2 separate regions of the Anser cygnoides genome follow, and region 2 is linked to region 1. The links are chromatin contacts, called in public Hi-C maps. All regions are on one chromosome and are shown on one strand. The core of a region is the stretch at or near the end of the contact, and the rest is flanking DNA. Distances in the headings are between cores, read along the strand shown.

The links. Hi-C and Micro-C count contacts between places; a contact is called where the count stands out from the background.
Region 2: a Hi-C map of liver shows a contact between it and region 1, with 5 times the contacts expected there. The contact joins the enhancer-like site here to the promoter of PLXNA4 in region 1. A contact is called at or near these places in 2 of 7 Hi-C or Micro-C datasets (both in liver).

The regions. Positions count from the first base shown.
Region 1 is chr1:2,830,879-2,836,441 of Taihu_goose_T2T_genome, forward strand. It overlaps PLXNA4 (plexin A4), which reads left to right and starts at 4,123. Exons shown (of 32, transcript XM_067001227.1): 1 at 4,123-4,374.
Region 2 is chr1:2,908,682-2,914,540 of Taihu_goose_T2T_genome, forward strand. All of the region lies in intron 3 of PLXNA4 (plexin A4), which reads left to right. Among named protein-coding and RNA genes, the nearest start is that of PLXNA4, 77 kb to the left of the region's middle. Within about 2 kb of position 3,105, at least 2 of the 3 cell types and tissues checked have open chromatin away from gene starts, as enhancers often do. A contact at or near this core is called in liver, where this site is marked.

The DNA.
Region 1 (5,563 bases), core at 2,873-5,372:
GGGGGGGGGACACCAGATAAACTTATTGCACAACCCTCTTTTTCTTTTTCTTTTTCTTTTTCTTTTTCTTTTTCTTTTTCTTTTTCTTTTTCTTTTTCTTTTTCTTTTTCTTTTTCTTTTTCTTTTTCTTTTTCTTTTTCTTTTTCTTTTTCTTTTTCTTTTTCTTTTTCTTTTTCTTTTTCTTTTTCTTTTTCTTTTTCTTTTTCTTTTTCTTTTTCTTTTTCTTTTTTCTTTTTCTTTTTCTTTTTCTTTTTCTTTTTCTTTTTCTTTTTCTTTTTCTTTTTCTTTTTCTTTTTCTTTTTCTTTTTCTTTTTCTTTTTCTTTTTCTTTTTCTTTTTCTTTTTCTTTTTCTTTTTCTTTTTCTTTTTCTTTTCTTTTTTCTTTTTCTTTTTCTTTTTCTTTTCTTTTTCTTTTTCTTTTTCTTTTTCTTTTTCTTTTTCTTTTTCTTTTTCTTTTTCTTTTTCTTTTTCTTTTTCTTTTTTTTTTCTTTTTCTTTTTCTTTTTCTTTTTCTTTTTCTTTTTCTTTTTCTTTTTCTTTTTCTTTTTCTTTTTCTTTTTTCTTTTTCTTTTTTCTTTTTCTTTTTTCTTTTTCTTTTTTCTTTTTCTTTTTTCTTCCTCTTCCTCTTCCTCTTCCTCTTCCTCTTCCTCTTCCTCTTCCTCTTCCTCTTCCTCTTCCTCTTCCTCTTCCTCTTCCTCTTCCTCTTCCTCTTCCTCTTCCTCTTCCTCTTCCTCTTCCTCTTCCTCTTCCTCTTCCTCTTCCTCTTCCTCTTCCTCTTCCTCTTCTTTCTTTCTCTTTCCCTTTCCCTTTCCCTTTCCCTTTCCCTTTCCCTTTCCCTTTCCCTTTCCCTTTCCCTTTCCCTTTCCCTTTCCCTTTCCCTTTCCCTTTCCCTTTCCCTTTCCCTTTCCCTCTCCCTCTCCCTCTCCCTCTCCCTCTCCCTCTCCCTCTCCCTCTCCCTCTCCCTCTCCCTCTCCCTCTCCCTCTCCCTTTCCCTTTCCCTTTCCCTTTCCTTTTCCCTTTCCCTTTCCCTTTCCCTTTCCCTTTCCCCTTCCCTTTCCCTTTTCTATGCTCTGTCATTGGGGCCAGTTGAGTCTTAAAGCATGTGGCTGTACACCCACAATAAAAATACATGTTTTCTGTGATCTGAGGCATTGGGTGTTGTTGGAAATGATCCCTGTGTGTGGCTCGGGTAACAAGGCATGAAATGAAACGGGCGTGTGCTGTTTGCCACCGTGCTGCTTGCTGGTGAAGGGCTGAAGTGATGCTGGTAGCATCTGGGACACTGTGAGAAATGGGAGACCAAAGGGTATTTGGGGACAGCAGCTGGGGGAAACGGGTCACTGCAGCTTGGCTGCATGAAAGCAACTTGCTTTTGGCTCTTCCCAGATGATGCTGAGGGCAGCTTTGAAGCTGTCTGGTGCTGAGCCCAGCTGAGTTTTCAGGTGTCCAGAGACACCTGTGATCTCTGCCATCACTGCAGCCCTGGGTGAAATATCCCATGGAAAACAGTGAGGTGAGCCTGGGTTCCCCTTGTCCTTGGGTCCTTTTTCTGCAGCTACTCACAATTTTTGTGGAGGGGGCATTTGGGTTTTCCAGCCCTAGCCCTCCTCCAGCCCCACTGCCTAGTTCACAGAAAGGCCTATAAATAAAGTCTCATTTGTCACTCCTGTATGAACCCAGGGATATAGATTCATGTCATTGTCTTAAGAAGTGGAAAGAGTTTGTATTAATTTCTTCCTCCCTGCCAGATAGTGGGAAGTAATCCCGGCATATCCAGATTATCCCTTTTCAGCGGAACAGCCCGGTTTTAAATGCAAGACCAAATTTTCCTGAGATTTTCATATGTTTTATTAAATGGAGCTGCAAGCTAGACTGGACATTAAATAATACTGTACTGCTCACAACAGCAGTGATCTTTAGAGGTTACTAACCTGCCATTGTATCTTTCAGATTTCCGTCTCGCTCTTCCGTTGTCATTTTGCTGTGTTATTACTCTTCAGGCTTCACATAGCATTCATTTCTCTGAATGAAAACAAATGACTTCTTGCGAGAGGCAGGAGATAAAGAATAATAAATACATTTTATGCACCACCTTAAAAAAAGGGCTCTGAATCCCCATCCATCCATCAGGAAATGTAAACCAGAGCTCAGGCAAAACACACACGCGCACACAGGCACGCGCCAGGGAGATAAAACTTGTTTTAAGGAAAACATGACATTGTTTAAAAATAAATATCTCGGAGGATGCAAATAGGCAGCCCCCGGCCCCCGTGTTTTGTGGCATAAATTTGAGATAATTAAAAATACAAAGCTTGGATTAATCCTTGCTTTCTGTGAATGGCAGAAGCCACGGGGAAGAGGGGGAGCCCTGCTGTGCTTGGTGCTGTACAATGCACCTCCGAGGGGCAAGCCCTGCCTCCGAGCACGGAGCTGCTGGCTGCAAGCACCGGGACCCCCTTCACCACCCAGCCCTGTACCCCGCTGGATGCCTCCATCATGCATAGGGTTTGGGGGAGCAGCAGGAGCACCCCTAGGATTTTCCCCTCCCTGTGTTGATGTGAGCATGGCCAACAGCCCTACAAGCAGAGGAGGGTTTCCCATTTGGATCCCTCTTTGCTCGCCCTCTTTGCTGCCCATCATCACAGTGTCTGGGCTCCCAACTGCCAACACCCCCTGAGCATCTCTTCCCTTCCCAAAAGCTGCTCTGCTCTGCTTTTGGCTGGAGGGGAACCCAGGGTCTACTCCGTGGGGCAGCCAGGGCAGCAGCCGGCTGGACACAAAACTCCATCACTATGCACTAACAGCCTTCAAAAAAAAATAAAAAAAAAATAAAAAAAATACTATTATTCCTACTGCTGCCAGGAATTAAGAGAAGACCCGGAGAGCAGAGCAGCCTGCAGCCGCTCTCTAGGATTACTGCTCACCCAAGCTGCGGGATTGATCTTCCTCCGAGCCCCCCCACGCCCGCTCTGCGGGGCTCCCCTCCTCGTTTTGTCCTAGCCGGAGGAGAGCAGCGGGGCACGGGGTGGGGAAGGAGGAGAGATGAGGATGCCAACCAGAGCCGAGATGCCGGGAAGGGTTTTTCTGGGGATGGAGGAGCCAGCAAGACGCGTTTGATTATTCCTTGAGATTATTTTTTTTCTTTCTCTTTCTCTCTTTTTTTTTTTTTTTCTCTTTTTGGGCAGAGACATTTCCCAATTAGCCCAATCAGGCTCGGAGATCCTAGGTGTCAGTAGTGAGTAGGGAGCGAGGGAAGGCACCGGCAGGAATCGAGGCAGAGCAGCCCGAGTTGCTGCCGTGGGAGAGCGGCGGCGGCGCTCGCAGCCCCCGGGCGCGCTCGGAGGCGGCGGCCCCGCTCCTGTCCCCGTCCCCGTCCCCGTCCCCGTCCCCGTCCCCGTCCCCGTCCCCGTCCCCATCCCCTGCAAACTCCGGGACGAGGAAAAGCAGCTTCGGGTCCCCCTCCGGCGACAACCTTCGCCCCCTCCGCTTTCTCCCCTCTCACAGAGGTGGGTGGGCTTGGGGAAAGGAGGAGCAACTGGCCACTCTCTGAAAAAAAAAAAAAAAGAAAAAAAAAAAAAGAGAAACGTAAGAGGATTTTTATTCCCGCTTTTATTTATTTTTTAATAATAATTATTATTATTATCCCTCCCGGGCGTGCTGGGCTGGTGCTCCCACACCTCTCCGAGTATTTCCTTTTTTTGGGGGGGAGTGGGAAAAGAGGGGTGTGTGCGTGTTTGCAAAAGAGCCTGGGTGTCAAAGCCCGCTCGGCAGCCACCATTGGCGAGGAGGAAGGGCTGGCTGGGGAGGAAGGGCTGGCGAGACAGCCGCAGTGCGAGCCCTCCCCGGCGGGCAGGAGGCGGCCGCGGAGCCGGGCATGGCCCCGGAGCGCATCCCCCGCTCGGCTCCTGGGTCCCCCCCTCCGTGCTCGATTTAGAGGCTGGGGAGGGGGGGGGAAGGAAGGGAAGGAAGGGCCGGGGGAAGGTGGGAGGGGGTTGATTTGGGGAAGGAGGGGGGGGGGTGGGGGGGGGTGGGGGGGGAGTGAGAAGTGGAGCTGCGTTTTTTTCTTCTCCCCCCCCCCCCCCCCCCCACTCCCCCCCCCCCCACCCCTCTGGGCGAGCCAGACGCGGTTTGCCCAGTGCAGGGAGAGGGGCTCTCCGCGTTCCGCCTCCGTGGAGTATTTGGGATTGGAGAGAGAGAGAGAGAGACACACGCACACGCACACACACACACACACACACAGACCATCTGCAGTGTCAATGCGGCGCCTGCTCTGAAGACTGAAGTGGGGGGAAAGGAGAGGAAAAAAAAATATATATATATATATTTAAAAAATAATAATAATAAACCCACCCAAAGCAAGCCAGGAGCTTTCCCAGGTAAGGAACCCCCCCCCCCTCGCCCTGCTCGGGAAGCGGGGAGCGGAGGGAGGATGCCCCGGAGGATGCCCCGGAGGGCTTGCGGGGCTGCAGCGGTACCTGCCCTGCACACCTGGGCAAGGCTCCCAGGAGGAGTGTGTTCCCCCCCCCCCCCCCCGGTGCTTTTTTCCACCCCCCCGGGTCGTGGGGAGGGGGTCGGGGCTGTCGGGCAGGGACCCGCAGAGCCGGGGGGGCTCGGGCACGGCCCCTCCGCTGCTCGCAGCTCGGGAGGATGCTCGTGGGGGGTGGCAGCGGGGAGCCCCCGTGTCCCCCACCCTCCACATCCCCATCGAGGGGGGGGTGGTGGAAGCGTTGTTCGCGTGCCCCCCCCCCCCCCCCCCCCTTCCCAAAACCCAGATATTTTGGTCCCCGGTGGCTTTTTTTCCCCAGGCACAAAGCTCAACTTTTCTCCCCCGAGGAAGCGGCTTCAGCGCTGCAACCTGTCCCTAACCACCCCCTCCCCGGCCACCTCAACCCCCCCCCGGGGGGGTTATTCCCCTCCCTCGGTGCCCCAGTGCCTCCCCCGGGCTGGAGGCATTCGCAAACTTTTCCTTCTCCCGACGAGGTTGCAGCTGGACGGGGCTGGAGGCAGAGCCCTTTTCTCGGGGAGGATCGGCCTCCCCCAAAAAAAGGCTGACCGACGGACGGGGGGACAGAGGGGCCACCCCCATCGGGGAACACCGTGTTGGGAAGGGGGGGGATCCCCGCCGTTCCCCTTCCCGCAAGGTGCCGGGGAGTTGGGCTGCCGAAATCCCGGCTGCGGAGTCAGCGCTGTAAAAACCTCCCTCCCTCCCTCCCTCCGTGTGTGTGTGTGTGTGTGTGCTGCAACCGAAACCTGCCTATTGATGCTCCGCGTTTATCAGACATATGCCCCTAAATTATGCAGACAGGGAGAAGTGATCTAAACACCGAGCCGCACATGGTTTCGGTGGAAATATAATACTCCGGCAGCAGATGAGTTCCTCCCAGATAAACAAACCCACTTGCTCAGCCCCAGCAGGGCTGAGCGCTGTTTGGGTTTGGAGTGGCTGCATGTGGCTGCTGCATCCCCAGCCCAGAGGAAACCTGCCTGCTGGAGCCCCATCTGCTCCCCGCTCTGGCAAAGGGACGCAGCCCTCGCCTTGCTGGATTCGGGTGTAGGACCGGCACG
Region 2 (5,859 bases), core at 1,855-4,354, 77 kb after region 1:
GTTGGGTAATGAAAGATCCGGCCCTGATGTTTGTATCGAAGAGGCTTTGATGCGGGGTTACAACTCTGGTAAGTGCAGGACCCTTTTTATAAGGCGTGAGCCCCCCGTTATTCCTGAACACCACCTAAACCGGCTCTGCCAGCGCCTTTAGCTTTGATTTGTAAGATCCTATCATCTCTTCCCCTCCTCATTATTGTTGTGTTTTGGTGTGATGTGTCCACGGAGATTTCCCCGAGCTTATTGCCTGGGTCTGGGATGCAGCAGAGGGAAAATCAATCCGCACTTACCCCGCTCCTCATGCCATAAAAACCCAGCTCTGATTGCTTGTGGAGACAGGAGACGGGCCTTGGATGGACTTAATATCACCAAAGTCTTACCCTAAACTTGAGAGTGAGACCATTGCTTCCCTTTTATTTATTTAGACTCTTGTTTGAAGAAAACTTGATGGGCCTCAGAGGGCCGGAGCTGAGCGGCTGCGGAGAAGGAGCGAAAGCAAAGCACTGGCGATCTGCTTGGCGTAGGGAAATTTGGGAAATTCAGGAAATTTCAGGAAAAGACTTCGAAAATACCTCCAGGGATCGAGCCTGTGCATGGGGAGAGGGATGAGCTGGTGGAGGAGGTGACGGCTGTGCCAAGGATTAGCTGGAGAGGGAAGGTAATCCCAAACCAACGGGTGGGCTTGCCTGAACCCAGGGGATGGAGAACCCTTCTCAAGCGAGCGATTAATCTGCCGAGGTGCCAATATTTTCACAGCAGAGCTGTTTGTTTTGGACGGGTGTAAGAGCTGTGTTTGTTTTAACTACGTGGGTAACATCCTGGAGCGAACAGCACCAGGGACTTCTGCCCACGCTGGGAGAGAGGTGCTCTGCAGATCGTGGTGCTGAAGTACTGCATCTTTTTTGGGAAAGTGTTGGTGGGAGGAGGGGAATGGAAATTTCTTTCTCACCTGCTTCCATCGAGCTTTCTGCACCGCTGCTCACACCTCAGTTATCTCCACTACATTTTTTTTATTTCTTTTTTCTCCCCTTCGAACTCCTCCCCACCAACTGTGCCAGCTCCCGAGGAAATAAAGCCTGGCCTGACACATTTCTGTCTGCGGCTCTCCTCCTGCATGGCTGGGCTTCTCTCACCTACCTGCTGGGCAGAGCAGGCGTGGGAACAGCTTCACTCGGTGCTCTGCTTTCTGTGCTTGTGCAGCGTGACCCCACGCCGAGCCCTCCGGGGTGGCACGTTGGGGCAAGCCAAGGGAGCTCCTTCCCCTGGAGGCAGGGAGATGGGGCAGGAGGAGGGGAACAACACCCTTCACACGGTGTTTCAGGGGATGCTGCCTGAATTTGCTGCTTGGATGATGTTTCCAGCAGCTGGGCACTTGAGGGTAGGTGTTTCTGCAGGTCAGATGCAGGACGGAGCTGGGGAAACTCAGCTTGTGCTGCCCCACGACCAAGCTCTTGGCCATGCTTGGTCTTTCTTTGTCTCATCACCCTTAGGACAACAACAGCATCTTCCTGACTGTCTCACATATGGCTGCTCTTATTTCATCTTCGTACAAATCATACCTTAACACGCAGCCTTAAGAGACTTTTTCCATCCAAAGAACCTCCCAGACCTGTCCTGGATGCTCCTGGGGCCTTTGTGATACCAAGCAGAGGAGAAGCAATGCAGCAGGGGCTCCTGATGATCCCGCTGGGGAAGCCCTTGGGTGCCAGCCCTCCCTCTCTTCACATCCCATTGTTTGAAAGCCGGCTGCAAGCAGCGAGCGAGCCGCCGTGGCTGGCAGCGCTGTGCAAACGCCCTGTGCTCGCACTGCTGTTTTACATTGATAATTCATCCCGAGATCAGCGTTTAGAATTAATTCAATTAAAGGGGCCTCATCACTCATTTATGAGGAAGGGAAGGCTCATAAATAGCTGTAGGAGGGGAACGTCTCTGCGCGCGCCGTGCTAGGGAAGGAATTCATTTCTAGCTGGGTACGGGGCCCGTGGTGTCTGCTGGCTGGTGGTGGGGACCTGGACATCCCTTGGGATGCTAAGGACATTAGATTGGGGTGCTGGTTTATCAACAGTCCAGACACTGAGCTCTGCTTTTACCTCTAGATGTGGTGTTTCTGGATCAAACCCAAGCCGTACTGTTAGGGCAGGGCTGTGCAGGGGTCCTTCATGGGTGTGCACATGCATCCATCCCCAAAATCACCAGCTCAGCCCCTCTCCTCACTCGTGTATACACGTGGGTGACAGCCCCAATACTTCTCTGCCTTTTCAGCTAGCTATGTGATCCAAGAGGTGCTGTTCTGTGGCTTACAGGACCGTATTTTGCTCCTCCTGAATTTTAGCGCTCTGTCACTGTCCCAGCTGGCTTTGTGAAGGTATCGTGAGTTGCTGTTTAGCTGGAATGGACAGCATGGGACACACATCGGGTGAAGGAAGGGATCTGGTCACACTCTGCACTCAAAGCCCTACATCACAGCGACCATCAAAGGAAGACCTCTTTGCTCTTTCTTTTTCTACCTTGAGTCTTTACAATCGCAGCTGTTCCCACCATCAAAGGGAGCTTTTCCACCTGGGGGTTTGGACTCATACCACTTGATAGCTCTTGAGCTTTCTAAACACATAGCAAGGATTTTCGGCTCACGATCCTTCTCCTGGGGTGAGCTGGCTAGGTCTGGAACTGCTTTATTTTTGTGTTTGGGTCAGATTAAATTGTCTGGGCCTTGGGAAACTTGCCTGGCTGTGCTAGGGTGAGCCTTGAACCCCAGTGCCCTCGAGATCGGGGTAAACGTGCTTGGGAAATCAAAGTCCACCAAATGTCAACAGATGGCTCATATTACCCCGTGGGAAAAGCTGCCCAGGAAAAGAATTTCTGGATGATTCTGCCTCAAATGCCTTTCACCCTCCTTTTGCAATGGGTTTACCTTTCACCTTTCAAGGGTGTGAAGCACCTTGCTGAGCCCAGGTCAGGGTGGCAGCTGCAGGCATCCCAAATTTCCTAAAACTGCCTCGCCAGGGAGCTGTTCCTGGTCTCGGTCCTTTTCCTTCCTTATATCTGGGTAGAAACATATTTTGACAGGCCAGTGATGCAGAAAATAACTTGCTGCTCTCCAACTGTTGCATCCCTTGACCCCAATTAGAATGTGGTGCATGTAGAAGTGTCAGCCTCTGGCTTCCTCTCCGCTCCCCATCCCCCTGACCAAAATTCCCATTACAAAGATGACACCTGAGTACTTCACCGAGAAGGGGGGGGGGGCTGGAAATCAGCAGTGACCAGAGAACCAGGGTGGATATGCAGTCCCGCTCATCTGGTGTTTTTCTGGCCTTCCTTTCGGGAGAAGGTGCAGGAGAATTCCAACCTGTGGGAGTATTTCCCCTTGACCAGTTATATGGGGTTGGCTTATGTCTTGCAACACGGAGCTGTATGCCCCTTGCAGATCTCCAGTTTGGTCTTAGAGCATTTCTTTTCAACAGTTAGAAGATGAAGCTGTGAGGGAGCCCATGGGCTGTGAGTGAAGCAGTGTGTGGGATGCTCTTATGGGGCTCAGGTCAGGACCCATTATATAGGGTTGCTTTACACCTTGCAACACGAAGCTATACGTCCCTTACAGATCTCCAGTTTGGTTTTGGAACATTTCTTTTCAACAATTAATAAGCTGAAGCTGTGCAGGATGAGTGAGGGAGCCCATGGGCTGTGAACGAAGCAGTGCATGGGATGCTGTTATGGGGTTCAGGTCCATCCAAGGCTGCGTTCCTCCATTCCCCCACATTGCTGCCTTTTGCACAGAAGACCCATCAGTAGCTCCCCTCCCTGGGGATGCCTGGTCTTCTGTTAGCTAATAAGCATGGTGTGACAGCTCGTGGCATCTCCCAGGACAAGAGAGCAGAAAATGGGACTAGCCTTGTGCCTGAGACGGATCCAGATCTGCCTCCCCCTGCTTTGGATGTCGAGCTGTCGGTGCGGCGTGTCGGGTGAGTTTCAAATCGCTGCTCCGTGTGCTCCCTGATGCTTGTATCAGGTTATCTGTGTGTGACTCGGTGTGTGACTCGGTGGGATGGGAGCACAGGGCTCCAGACTGTGACTCATTCAGTCTTTTCCCACCGCTGCTGTAATTCAAGTGGAAAGCTCAGAAGATGGTAAAACCTTCGGGCACGTTAAAGATGCCAAGCCTTTAAGTGCATGTGAATGAACCCAGAGCTCATTTTGAACTTTGCAAAACAGGGTAGGCTTGCTGTGATCTTATTGCCTCTGCCTGTTGTGGAGTATCATTCTCCTTGGAAGTGACTGTGCAGTGGTGCTGTTCTCCGCACGCATTTCTAAGTCCCTAATATCGAGGGGGCAGTTGCACAGAGATCAGTGAGAAAGGCATCAGGACTCCTCCTCAATAAAACCCCACATCCAGCATTTAATTAGCACGAGGAAGGGTGTTGGAGGCATTCAGCAGGGTGCTTCTCTCTTCCTTTGTTGCCCTGGGACTCTGTGACTTGATTTATTTTGTTAGGGTTAACTCAGGACAAGTGCAGGGAAAGGGAGCTGGGCATACAGAGTGCAACCCTTCATAAATGTGCCTCCCCTTGATGGGGGGTGTCCCTCCTCATTGAAGGGGCCAAAGCTGGAAAGTCCTCTTTCCTTCAGATGACAAAACTCCCTGCAAAGGTCATTACATGCAGCACTGCAGTGACTTTTCTTGGTCCTGACGAAGCTGAGTTTCTAATAAGTCTGGTCATCCTGACTTTCTGTGCAGGGTAGGGCACCAAGACGGTCCTTCATCCAAGTCTTGGCATTGGCTGTCCTGCTCAAGAACTTGCTGGGAGTCGAGGGTGGTTTCAGAAGTCCTCTAGTGCCGTGGGAGAGGAGATCCCCTGGGAAACTCAGCGAAGAAAATCCATCTATCACCAGAAAGCTGTTACATCACATACTCTGTTGGGACGAGTGGCAGCTAAAGATCTGCTTAATAATTTGTGCCACAGGGGAGTAAAAAAATAACGTGGTAGGACAGAGTAGAGCCCTCTGAGCCGATTGGTCACCTCCTTTGTTTTCTTCTGCGGTCTACATTGGGAGGCTATGGCCAGCTGAAGAAGGATGCTGGTGTGAAGAAGGTTCAGCCACATCCCCAACCTTTATTTTTTTTTTCCTTTTGAGTCTTCCCCAGAGATGGTAACCTGAAACAGAGAGAGGAAAGCTGTTCTTGCAAACAGAGCTGTCAACAAAACAGTGCCCCTGCTTGCTGTTCTGAAGGGCTTGGATCAGGGTGAAAAACTGTAGCAGTGTTTATTTTAGAGGACATAAGCTTTAAGCTGAATAGATATATAAATATATATATTTTTGGCTGATAGTAATCAGGGATTTTTTCCCCCTTAAATAAGAAAATAACCGCCCAATCTTCAGGTTCATTTTAACATGAAAAATGTTGGTTGCTTGACAGTTGTTTGAAAAAAAAGATTTTTGGATGAAAAACTAAAGAATGACTCAAAAGTTGATTAAGAAGGAGGGGAGATACAAAGTCAAAGTTTTCTAGCTGGAAAGAGTGATTTATTATCCGGCTATCTTTGCAAATGACAAAATAACTAATTAGATACAATTCATCATCAGAACTTGAAGCTGCCACTGGAATAAGTTAGAAGATTTTTATGAACAATTCCTAGTCTCAAATCCTGATCTAAATGTAGCATAGCGTGTATGGAGAGTTAGTCAAATGCACCAAGACACTGGGAAGGGCTTAATAAGATTCTGAAATTCTGCCCCCCATAGAGTTTTTTTCTAATGAAGGATTTGAAAAGGGCATTTTAGAATGATGTTTTATACGGTAGCAGTCTTTTCCCATAAAACATCAGCTATAATAATTATTTTTATGCAGATCCCGAGGCACAGAGA